Regions from separate parts of the Mus musculus genome. Here region 2 is linked to region 1. The links are chromatin contacts, called in public Hi-C maps. All regions are on one chromosome and are shown on one strand. The core of a region is the stretch at or near the end of the contact, and the rest is flanking DNA. Distances in the headings are between cores, read along the strand shown. Region 1 overlaps Erg (ETS transcription factor). Region 2 has its middle 17 kb from the start of 1600002D24Rik.

Region 1 (5,866 bases), core at 2,443-4,942:
TTAAGAACCTTGGCTGTTCTTCCAGAGGACCCCAGCTCATTTGTAGCATGCATCAGGCAGATCATAGTCATATGTTACTCCAGTTCCTGGAGGCCTGACACCCTCTTCTGGCCTCCATGAGCACGCACACGCACACACACACACACACACACACACACACACACACTCACACACAAAGCACACACACAAAGCACATACTCATAAAGACACACATATACATAAATTTAAAAATAAATTTTGAAAAGTGTACTGGCTGGCTTTGTGTGTCAACTTGACACAAGCTGGAGTTATCACAGAGAAAGGAGCTTCAGTTGGGGAAATGCCCCACGATCCAGCTGTAAGGCATTTTCTCAATTAGTGATGAAGGGGGGAGGGCCCCTTGTGGGTGGTGCCATCTCTGGGGTGGTAGTCTTAGGTTCTATAAGAGAGCAGGCTGAGCAAGCCAGGGAAGCAAGCCAGTAAAGAACATCCCTCCATGGCCTCTGCATCAGCTCCTGCTTTCTGACCTGCTTGAGTTCCAGTCCTGACTTCCTTTAGTGATGAACAGCAATGTGGAAGTGTAAGCTGAATAAACCCTTTCCTCCCCAACCTGCTTCTGGGTCATGATGTTTGTGCAGGAATAGAAACCCTGACTAAGACACAAAAGCAAAGTCTCACAGTTCTCCAAGCGAGTGTATCCTGTCCCCAAGTGCTGAGGAACCTACCTAGTAAACAGCAGAGTCACAGATAAAGCAGGGACAGACTGGATGACCTGCCCAAAGCTATAAGGCCCATCCTAGAAGTGTTATTTAAACTCCTATTTGAGGTCCTAAACTAAGATCTCCACCAGCACATGCCGCAACTCCACTGGTGAATCCACACATATGAGACGCTGTTGGGCGGATTCTCCGGAGACTCTCTTTCCCCAGTATTGGATATTTTCCAAAACCTCTCCCCTTTGGAGAGGAGCAGGATGGTCAGGACGTTTTATTTTGTTGACTGGATTGGGGGCACCTGTGTGGAACTGAGGCAGAGTTTTAAGAAGAGGTAATAAGCCCAGAAAAACACACTGTGATATATAAAATAAGGTCTTTTGGTATTTGAAAAACAAAGTAAATTTGGTATCTGCCATCTATTTCCTCACATGGTGTCTGCTTAAAGAAGGGTAGATTCCATCATGGGACACTCTCACAGTAAAATGGCAGAGCCAGGACCATGAGCCAGACCAAGCACGGCCATCATCCATTCTGTGTCACCTGCCACCACCCTGTGGGTGTTAATGGCCCTCATTCATACAAGAATGTCACTGTCTTCAAACATGAGTTCTCTAGCCACCTTCATCCTGTGGTTCACCCTACCTTTGGGACAGCTAGGGGAGACACTGGGCCCTACACACAGTCCGGCGTCAGCCAAGGTAGAACCCAGGAACCCGAGGCATCTTTGTTTTTCGTGGGTGGAGGCAACTCACCAAATCTGTACAGTGAGGAGACTCTCCATTGCTTTGTTCTCTGTCCCACAGCTGTGCTTTCAAAATGTCCTTGCTGCTGCTACATCAGAGTTCTCCTTCCCAAAGACAAAGGCAAGTGGGCCAGGTCCATCCTGCCCTGGTCCCTGAGCCACAGGGATAAGTATCCTCCACAGCTGTCCCAGCAAGCAGGGGCTGGGTAACTGCTCTCTTTCCTTCACCCACAAGTATGCATGCAGCCTTCCAGACCAGGCAGCACCTCAGGGGCAAGGGGACATCAGTGTCCCTGTCCTCAGTGGGCCAGACTGGACTGGAGAAGCCCCTTTAGTTTACATGCCAGAATGACCACATGCTAAGAGCTGAGGATAGTTCAGTCTGTAAAGAGCTTGCCTTACAAGGATGAAGAATTGGATCTTGATCCTCAGAACCTAAGTGGAAAGCCAGCATAGGAGAGGTAGAGATGGAGAGATCCCTGGGTCACTGCTCAGCCAGCCTAGGCTAGTGGGTGAGCCCCAGGCCAGTGAGACAACCTGCCTCAAATAATGAATCAAGTGAATGGTGCTTGTAGAATGATGTCCAAGCATGAGGAAGCATGTCTGGTTTCGACATGCATTTACATGCAGGGGTCCTACACATATGTGCACATGCACACACACACACACAAACAAGGATGTACATGCATGCACATGTGCATGCAAATACATGCATGCACACACACATGTACACAGGCACACATGTGTGCGCGCACACACATGTGTATGTATACACATGCACACACATGCTCGAGTACATTGTACATCCTTACAACTTCTCTTCTTGTGCTCTCTCTCCTTCCTCTGCCTTCAGTGCTGAAGTCTCTGCTCTAATTCACCTAGCATCTGCTGTAACCTGCCAAACTCACTTCCAGTTCTCCGTCTCTAGAATTGTATTTTCTCAGTGTCTTTGAAACTGGTGAATGACTGACTGTATCAATTTCTGATAAATCTCTCCAGGTGAACCCCAGGATGCTTCCCTTACAACTGTGGAAAGTTAGGAAGCCCTCGTCTGAGAACTAGAAAACCAGTGGTGACCATCCGTGGTTGACTTTGACTGAGTAACCATTTCTAAAAAGGACTGAATATCACCTTGATGCTTTGGTGATGATTCCCTTAGATGAAACATATAAAGTAAATGCAAAAACTGACAAACACTGTAAAAAATTAACACAGCAGCATGAACAGGTATATACGTGTATATGCATGCATATAGGTATATATATGTACATGTGTATTGTTATGTGTGCATGTGCATATGTGTACACATGAATATATATATATATGTGTGTGTGTACATGTTTATACACCTGTACATGTATGTACATGTGTATGTGTACATGTGTAACATATGTACATGTGTACATATGTATGTATGTGTGCGTGTGTATGTGTATGCATATATGTATGGGTGTGCATGTATGTGTGTATATGCATATATACATGTGTGCACATGTGTATTCATGTGTGTGTACATACGTATGCTTGTGTTGCTGACACCTGGTTCTTCACTGCACCTCAGTAGCTCTTCTGTTTTCCATCACACAACTTCCTGCTTATAACTAGCTATTAGATGTCACAGTCTCTAAACGCCATCTGCAACTGTTAGGTTATGATACCATAGGAAGAACATGGTGCTGATGGGCTGAGGAGATGGTTCAGTTGGTAAAGTGCTTGCAAGGACCCAGGTTCAATCTTCAGAACCCACACACTTTAATAAAGTTTCATGGAGGTACAGAAAAGCTCGATTTTCAGATTTTTCCTAAGAGGTAACAAGGGTCACTGTCATGACTGGCCCACCACTCTCACCCCTACTCCAAACAGGACAGGCTGAGTGAGGATGCATCTCAGGACCGGATCCCAGTGGAGTGTAACTGGGATGAGTCTCAGGCCTGGGTCCCACTGGAGTGTAACTGGGATGAGTCTCAGGTCCGATCTCACTGTAGTGTAATCCAGTCTAACCTCCCCCAAAGCCCCTGCCTAGTGCTGTTAATCAACCAAACCACCCTACCCAGGTTTCACAGTGTGAATGAAAGCAAGTCCCCACAAAAGGTATTTTTAGGGCTTCAGACAAGGAGTGGATTGTCTGGCCAGCTCTGGTGTAATTTGTGGGCCTGTTTTATTTCTGAATCAGATGCAGTGGAAAAGCTGCTTCAGAGCCCACGGCGGAGCAGCGGGTGGGGCTCGGCGTGATTCATGTGCGACTCCGGGCTCAGCCTGAACTATACATGTCTGTCTTCTCAGCTGCGTGTTATTTTTACTCTGGCTAAATATTCTCTTACACCTGGGATCTCTGCCTCTTCTGAACAACCCTATTCCTAGCCCTTTCTCAAGCAGCTGAAGGCAAAATTAATTAATCGCTAACTCAACAACAGTTCATTCTTTGTCTCCCAAAAGGGACTTGACATTTCCCGATGAGTTTAATTATTTAAATACATGCCTCTATTTATAGCTGAAAATGGTTATCAGCAAGACTGTGCCCATTTGGGTCTTGGAAACTAGAGGGAAATCCAAACTCTGTGGAGGGATTCTCACTGGGGACTAGAATATTCTACAGAATGCAACTTCTAAAGTTCCACAACGAAGTTCACACACAGCATCTCCATTTTGAGTTTCTTTAGCTTTGTTTGAAATACATTTTTCCGAAAGAAAGTAATCACTGAAATCATTCTGGGGTTCTGTGTGTGTGTGTGTGTGTGTGTGTATAAGTGCGCGCATGCGTACACATATGTGTATGTCCATTTTTGGGTATGTATATTTGTGTGTATGTACATATGTGTGTATGTATGTGTGTACACATGTGTGTATTTGTGTGTGTCTGTATGTGTATATGTCTTTGTGTGTACACACATGACTGTACATTTGTGTGTATCTCTGTATGTCTGTGTGTGTGCATGTGCATGTGTGTCTATACATTTGTGTGTGTCTGTGTGTATGTCTGCGTGTTTGCATGTGTTTGCATATGTGCATGCATACATGTGTGCATCTATGTGTGCATCTCTCTGTATGTATCTGTGTGTATTTCTGTGTGTGTCTGTGTGCATCTATGTGTCTGTGTGTATGTCTGCATTGTGTGTCTGTATATATGTATGTATGTAGGTAGGTAGGTATGTATATCTGTGTGTGTCTGTGCGTGTGAATGTGTGTGTCTGTGTGAGTGTGTCTGCGCATGAGTGTGTCTGTGTTTATTCTTGTGTATGTATATGTATTATTTATAGTGTGCATGTGTCTGTGTGTTTGTGTGTATTCCCTGTATACATGTGTATGTCTCTGTGTGTGTTATGTATGGTATGTATGCGTGTGTATGTATTCCTTGAGTATGTGTATATGCCTCTGTGTGTTATGTATGTTGTACATGTGTCTCTGTGTGTTTATGTATGTCGTATGTATGTTTGTGTGTCTTCCTGTGTCTCCCTGTTTATGTAGTATGGATGTCTGTGTATATTCCTCTGTGTGTGTGTATGTGTGTATTTCTGTGTATGTATATGCAGTGTGTGTGGTTTATGTGTTGTGTTTCTGTATTTCTATTTGTGTGATATTATGTACATGTGTGTACATAATGTGGAAGCCAGAGGTTGATACTGGGTGTCATTCCTCAGTCTACTTCTCTCTTGTATTTTGAGGCAGGGTCTCTCACTAGGACGGACAGCTCACCGATTAGGCAATGCTATCTTGCTAAGGAGACCAAGGCAAGTCCTACCTGTCTCTGCATGACCCAGGGATGAGATTAGAGGTGTGCGCTATGCTGTGTGCTCGGCTTTTACAGAGATTCTGGGGATCCAACTTCAGGCCCTGGAGACTGCATCCAAAGCACTTTTCTGAACTGTCTCCCACCCCAAGCTTTGGATTTTTTATATCTTAAAATATGTAAATTCTGATCAACTGAAAGGACTTCACTTTCAAGACAGAAGATGCCAAAGCTAGGCATTTCCCCTAGCAGCAGCCTTTCAGCAGCCCTAGCGAGGACACAGCCCTGTGTCCCCTCTTTTACATAACGGTGCCCATAGGAACAAAGATGGCAGGAAGCTGAGGAGAATGGAGGAAGGCAGGTGAGAAAGAAACAGCAGAGCCTCCGTGTCCTGCCAAACCCAGTGCTTTGTTCATCAAGTCTACATATATCACCTTTGCAGCAGTGAGCTCACCTTTACCAAGCCATAGGGTCCATGAAAGTAAAAAGAGCCAGATTATCAGGCCCTGCCATGGCCAGCACGGGGCAGCTCCTCACTGAGCCAACATGAAGAAACCCAATATGATGAAATTAGATAGACGTTGGGAGAATGCTAGGATACAAGGGTAGAGCCTTCATCTCAGGATGGGTCTTTAAGAAAATTCAGGGCCGTCTCAGTGGATAAAATGCTTGTTATGCGAAGATTCAGATCCCCAGCACCCA
Region 2 (5,866 bases), core at 1,333-3,832, 550 kb after region 1:
TCACAACCACCCGTAATGAGATCTGATGCCCTCTTCTGGTGCGTCTGAAGACAGCTACAGTGTACTTACATATAATAAATAAATAAATCTTTAAAAAAAAAAAAATTAATTTAAATCTTTAAAACATATATATCGTGGAATATATATTAGCCTCTCAGAACGTATGAGCCAATACTCTGCTCTCCCAGAGGTAGGGGGAGGGGCTGTGCAGTGTGATCCCAATGAGTCTGAGAAAGTGCCCAGACTGGCCATAAAGGGACTCAGTGCCCCAGACTGACCAAGGAGCCCTGGGGCTGGGAAGCAGTAACTATCCCTTCCTGGTAAAGAGCCACATGGGAGAAGGAAGACCTGCCTCGGAGAGGTAGGAGCAGCCATCTTGCAGCCAGACAAAGCGGCAGCCATCCCAAAGAGACAGCAGCAGGAATAAGGAAGAAGCCCCGGTCTTTGAAGTCCGCAGTGAGTGAGTTGCAGCAGGGTGAGGCATGTGAGGTATGTGCTGTACTGACTTGCTACTTAAGCCTTTTTGGTTGGGCTTACTCGTGGCTTACAGTCTTTAGCACCCAGCGGATATCAACTCTTACCCCCTCACTCGGACAGAGGCTTTCTGTCCGCACCTGCACGCCTCACCTCTGCCTTCCCTGATCTGGCTTCTGATGAAGCCTCTTCCTATACTTTGTCACCTTCTCCCTGTGTTCTCATGTGGTTGTCCCCTGTGTGGATCCAGATCCTGACCCCACCTAAAGGGACAACTGTCATGGCTGATCAGAGACCCTGGACAGCCTCATCTTAATCACTCTTTCCATGTTCCTGAGTAGTGTGTGTGTGTGTGTGTGTGCGTGTGTGTGTGTGTGTGTGTGTGTGTGCGTGCGTGCGTGTGTGTGTGTGTGTGTGTGTGTGTGTGTGTGGTGTGTGCTGTGATATATGTGTATGTGGTTTGTATGTGTGGTATAGATGTGACTGTGTATGTAGCGTGTGTGTGGTATGGTATGTGTGTGTGACCTGTTTGTGAAATGTGTACAGTATATGTATGCTACATGTATGTGTAATGTGGTATGGGTGTGTATGTGTAGTGTGGTGTGGGCTGTGTATGTGTGTGTGTGGTATATGTGTGTGGTTTGCATGTGTAAGTGCTTGTGTATGTGTGAGTGTGTGTGATCTGTGTGTGTATTGAATGGGGTGCAAGCAGGCATGTACCAGAGTATGTGTGTGGTATGTTGCACCAGGGAACAACCTCAGATATTAGTCCTTATCTTCCACCTTCTTAGAGACTGGTCTCTTGTATGCCATACACACCAGGCTAGCAGTGCACACCAGGCTAGCAGTGCACACCAGGTTAGCAGTACACACCAGGCTAGCAGTACACACCAGGCTAGCAGTTCACACCAGGCTAGCAGTTCATACCAGGCTAGCAGTTCACACCAGGCTAGCAGTGCACACCAGGCTAGCAGTGCACACCAGGCTAGCAGTACACACCAGGCTAGCAGTGCACACCAGGCTAGCAGTGCACACCAGGCTAGCAGTTCACACCAGGCTAGCTGGCCTCCAAGCTTCTTGCTGCTGTCTCTGCCTCTCATCTCACCGTAGGAACATTGAGATTATAGATGCAGGCTACCTTGATGGGCTTCTGGGAATCTGAAGTCATGTCCTCACACTTGTGTGGCAAGTCCTTTACCCACTGGGCCATCTTCCCAGTCCCCAACCCATGTACCCTTATCACGTGTATAATTTATAAAGTAAGGCTTTATGAGGGAGTGGCTTGCATACGTCACACAGCTAATGCAGTGCAAATCTGAGCATCCTGCTACCCTTGATACCACAGTGACGACACCAGACCCCACAGGTGACTCCTCTGAGTAAGGGGCCCAGACCTGTGTGTTGTCCCAGGCTGCCCAGCAACTGTCATGTGTTCCGGGCAGAGAACCTCCTTTCTAAACTGGAACCTAATCTGTGGGGCAGTGTCCCCTGAACCAGCAACTAACTATCCAGAGCACATCTATTCCAAAGATGTGTCAGAAAGGGCAGGGGGATGACTCTGTGGATATGGATAAAGTGCTTGCTGCAGTTCATGTCTCTAGCACGCATGTAAGAGCCAGGCACAGGTAGGTGTGATCCGAGAGATCCAGGGGCTGCAGTGGTTAGCCAGGCTACCAGAAAACAAACTCTAGGTTCAGTGAGAGACCCTACCTCAAACACCCGTGTGAAGCGTGATGGAAGAAACCCCTGAGGAGCCAGAGAAGGGCAGGGAGAGAGAGAGAGAACACGAGAGCATGGACCACTGACTGCTGCCTGTTCTCGGTGTGTTTACTATAAACAGAGATCGTTGATGTAAACATGGATATGCTATGGTGCTTTATTTTTAACTCTGCTGGGAAGGTGGCCATAAGCTCGGTGACTCACTGCAGTGTTCAAACTGAACGTTTCCTCACATCCCCCAAATTATACCCTCTATGTGGAATCAGAAATCACGGGCTCAGAGAACAGCCTTTATAGTACACGGGTACAAAGAGCAGAAAATGCGTAATGCCTCACACCTAGAAGCCAGTCCAAAAAAAAAAGGCGCCCAACGCCCGTATTACAACGCACATCTAGCGCCACCTTGAGGACAAGATGTGAAAGTGACACTGGAGGCCCAGAACCCAAGCCAACTGTGGGAAGACGGATTAAATAGAAACACAGCCAGCTGAGGTCACCACTGTCTCAAGGCTCCCATGAAGAAACAACAGTGCTGACTCAGTTCGTCCTGGGCCTCTCTTGAATTTTCTATCCAAGAAATACACGCTGTGTTTGCAAGTTGCACCAGAGCTTGGTTGGTGAAGTGGGGGATGGTGCACCCATGAACAGGGGCTCCGGCGGCCAAGTGGAGATGCTAAACCCTGTGCATGCCTTTGTGTGGGCTGAGATCTGTTTTCAGCGGATTACTATAGCACCCAACACCATCCAAAAAATGTCAGACAAGTTGACCACAGCAATTAAGTTGTCTGCCATCTGCGAGGGGCTTGGCTTACAGCTTACTGAAGTTAAATATATTTTGAAAAGAAAAAAAGCCAAGTTTCTCAATGTTTTGCCTATCTGTCAATCTCAACCACGTTAGCCTTGGAGTGTCTGAAGGGAGGATTGTTCTCCCTCAAGGAATCGTTTAGCATTGGCATGCTGAAATTTCAGAACACAAGGAGCACTCCAAAAATGAATTACTCCTTGAGAAACCCCGATTCTAATCTTGGGGTTGGCAGAGCCAAAACCCAGCTAGAAAGTGAGCCAGGCTGCAAGATGAAGGTCTTCTATCATCACCCCAGATGACAAGTTCTTTTCCAGAGGAAAATTTCCCTGCATGCAAACCCAAGCTCACATTCCTGCCTCTGTTTCTTCAAGCCATAGAATTATCTAAAGGTGACAGTCAAACTCACAGTGCGACACTCACAAAAACCTTTACCCTCTGAGCTGCATCTCCAGGCTGAGCTGTAGGAGAGGAGGCTGGATCATCTGTAATCCTACTATATACCTGCCCAGAACCAGCCAGATCCTTTCCAGTGGCCCAGCTTTGACCAAAGCAACTTTTCATTCTTCTTGGAGGCAAAGTATCCCAGGACCAAGAAAAGCATTGTTGAATGTTGAATGTTTCCCCTCTGCACAAGGCTAGGAAGACAATGTGACTTTCTCGGGTGATAGATGGTAAAAGACAAAGCAGTATGTGGTGCCTCACATCTGCAATCCCAGCTCTTTAGGGATAGGAGCAGAGGGTTTAGAGTTCAAGGCCTGGATTACATAGAGAGACTCTGTCTCACAGAAGAGGGACAGAAGGAAGTTGATGTGGCTGGGGAGGGGTGGGGGAATTATGGTGGAATGCTGATAAACTGATTCCCTAGGAAGAAAATCAAATCCCCTATGTGAAGCTGTTTCAAGTTCCATGATGTAAGTATGCCTACACTGGCCAATGTCCAGCCATTGATAGTTTAACAGTCAGGTGGCAACACTCCTAAATCCTCAACAGCTATTTCCCAGAAGCTGCAGGAGCCAGCCTTCGCTCAGAAGTATCTTGGCAGAATGGAGAATGACCACCACTGCCCATGTGCTTAGTAATTTGTGTATGTATGCCAATAGGTCAGCCAGCACTGATCAAATGCCAACAGAGACACTGGAGAATAGAAGAGAGTCTTCCATTAAGACCCTCGAGGACAATGGCTGGTTTTATTGCTTGTTTGATCTGTTCAGAATACTCTCTCCCCTTCTGGATACTTTGCTTAAAAAAAAAAATCAGACCATGGGAGGAACATGGTGCCAGGTGTTTACACAGCATGACCCTGGGCTGAGACATGGTATAGACTGGAGCAGACACTGATGGGCAGGAAAGCACTGTGGGGACAGCCACTTGAAATAGAAAGTCACTTCCCTTGATTCAAAAAGACTAGACCTAAAGGAGAGTCAGGGAGAGATAGAAAGAGAGAGAGACAAAGATATATATATATATATATATATATATATATATATATATATATATATATAGAGAGAGAGAGAGAGAGAGAGAGAGAGAGAGAGAGAGATTTACACAGCAAGCACTCTAATGACTAAGATGACCCTGCCTCCTCCTTACCTGTCAGCCCTAGTCTTTAATTTTGTAGCTCATGAAAGTGACTTCTATTCTTTTTTTAAAGATTACTTATTATATACAGTGTTCTACCTGCATATGTGCCTGCATGCCAGAAGAGAGTGCCAGACCTCATTACAGATGGTTGTGAGCCACCATGTAGTTGCTGGGAATTGAACTCAGGACCTCTGGAAGAGCAGTCAGTGCTCTCAACCACTGAGCCATCTCTCCAGCCCATGATTTCTATTCTAAGTGAGAGTCCACACAGATTTATAGTTTTCTTGCCCATCCTGCATGTCTACTAACTATTCCACATGCACGCACGTGTAACACACATACATACGCACACTCATACATATAAATATACACAAACACATACACACACTCACATATACACAATTACACACATATAAACACAGTAACACACACACATAGCACAGCACAAAGAAGCCAATTTTCTATTCTACTTAAGGAAAAACATATTACCTGCACTATCAGAGGAAATGGACCCAAAATATTATCAACCATCCCTTCCTTATAGCCTTCCTATCCAGACACTATTCCATATGCATTCTCTGGTTTCACGCAGTGTCCTGACACAGTCTAGGATATCTCTATAGATGGGGCAGTTGAGGCTGCTAAGATCCCCACAGGAAAAACAGAACCAACACCAGATCCTGATAGGAGTGCGGTGTCTGCTTTTCTGGCCTTAGAATGTGCTACATTGAAAGGCAAGGAACTGGCTCAATATAAAATACACTGTTTATGCAAGTGGCCGCAGGCTGAAACATGGCTTAGCTGACATGGGGACCCATTCTGTGTCTCTGGACTTCTGGAGAAGGATGGGGGTAGAGGGGGTTAAGAGAAAAGTTTTCCTCAAAGTGGCTATGTGGACCTTAGGGAAACTTTAGAGTCAGTAAGAACTGAGAACTGAGGTGTTGTTCAGGGCTAGAGTGTTCAGTTAGCATGCACAAGGCACTGGGTCAGTCAGCAGTAACCAAGGACTAAGGATATCATTCAAATAGAGTTGATCCTGAGCATGTACAAGACCCTGGCTCCACCCCTGGCCCTGCAGCAAGCTATCACCATCTATCTGATAAAGGGACTCCAGACCACCACAGACATGCAACCTCGGGCACAGGCAGCACAGATACTTTTCTCAAGGACTGGCTCTTGGTGGGGTGGCCTTTGCAAGCAGCCGATCACAGCCCGGGAGATGCTGATGCTCATCTGAGCTGACCTCCAACTCCAAGCGATGTCAAGCCTGCTCAGCCACACCATCAT

Evidence for each region. Hi-C and Micro-C count contacts between places; a contact is called where the count stands out from the background.
Region 2: a Hi-C map of cortical neurons shows a contact between it and region 1, with 2.9 times the contacts expected there. The contact joins two enhancer-like sites. A contact is called at or near these places in 1 of 15 datasets of contacts at CTCF or cohesin (large pre-B cells), 2 of 484 Hi-C or Micro-C datasets (both in cortical neurons), 1 of 115 datasets of contacts at active chromatin or transcription factors (large pre-B cells) and 1 of 9 other capture datasets (embryonic stem cells).

The regions. Positions count from the first base shown.
Region 1 is chr16:95,395,504-95,401,369 of GRCm38.p6, forward strand. The region is part of intron 3 of Erg (ETS transcription factor); the gene reads right to left. Among named protein-coding and RNA genes, the nearest start is that of Erg, 130 kb to the right of the region's middle. Within about 2 kb of position 3,693, at least 26 of the 459 cell types and tissues checked have an H3K27ac peak or open chromatin away from gene starts, as enhancers often do. A contact at or near this core is called in cortical neurons, where this site is marked.
Region 2 is chr16:95,943,004-95,948,869 of GRCm38.p6, forward strand. No RefSeq gene overlaps it. Among named protein-coding and RNA genes, the nearest start is that of 1600002D24Rik, 17 kb to the left of the region's middle. Within about 2 kb of position 2,583, at least 58 of the 459 cell types and tissues checked have an H3K27ac peak or open chromatin away from gene starts, as enhancers often do. A contact at or near this core is called in cortical neurons, where this site is marked.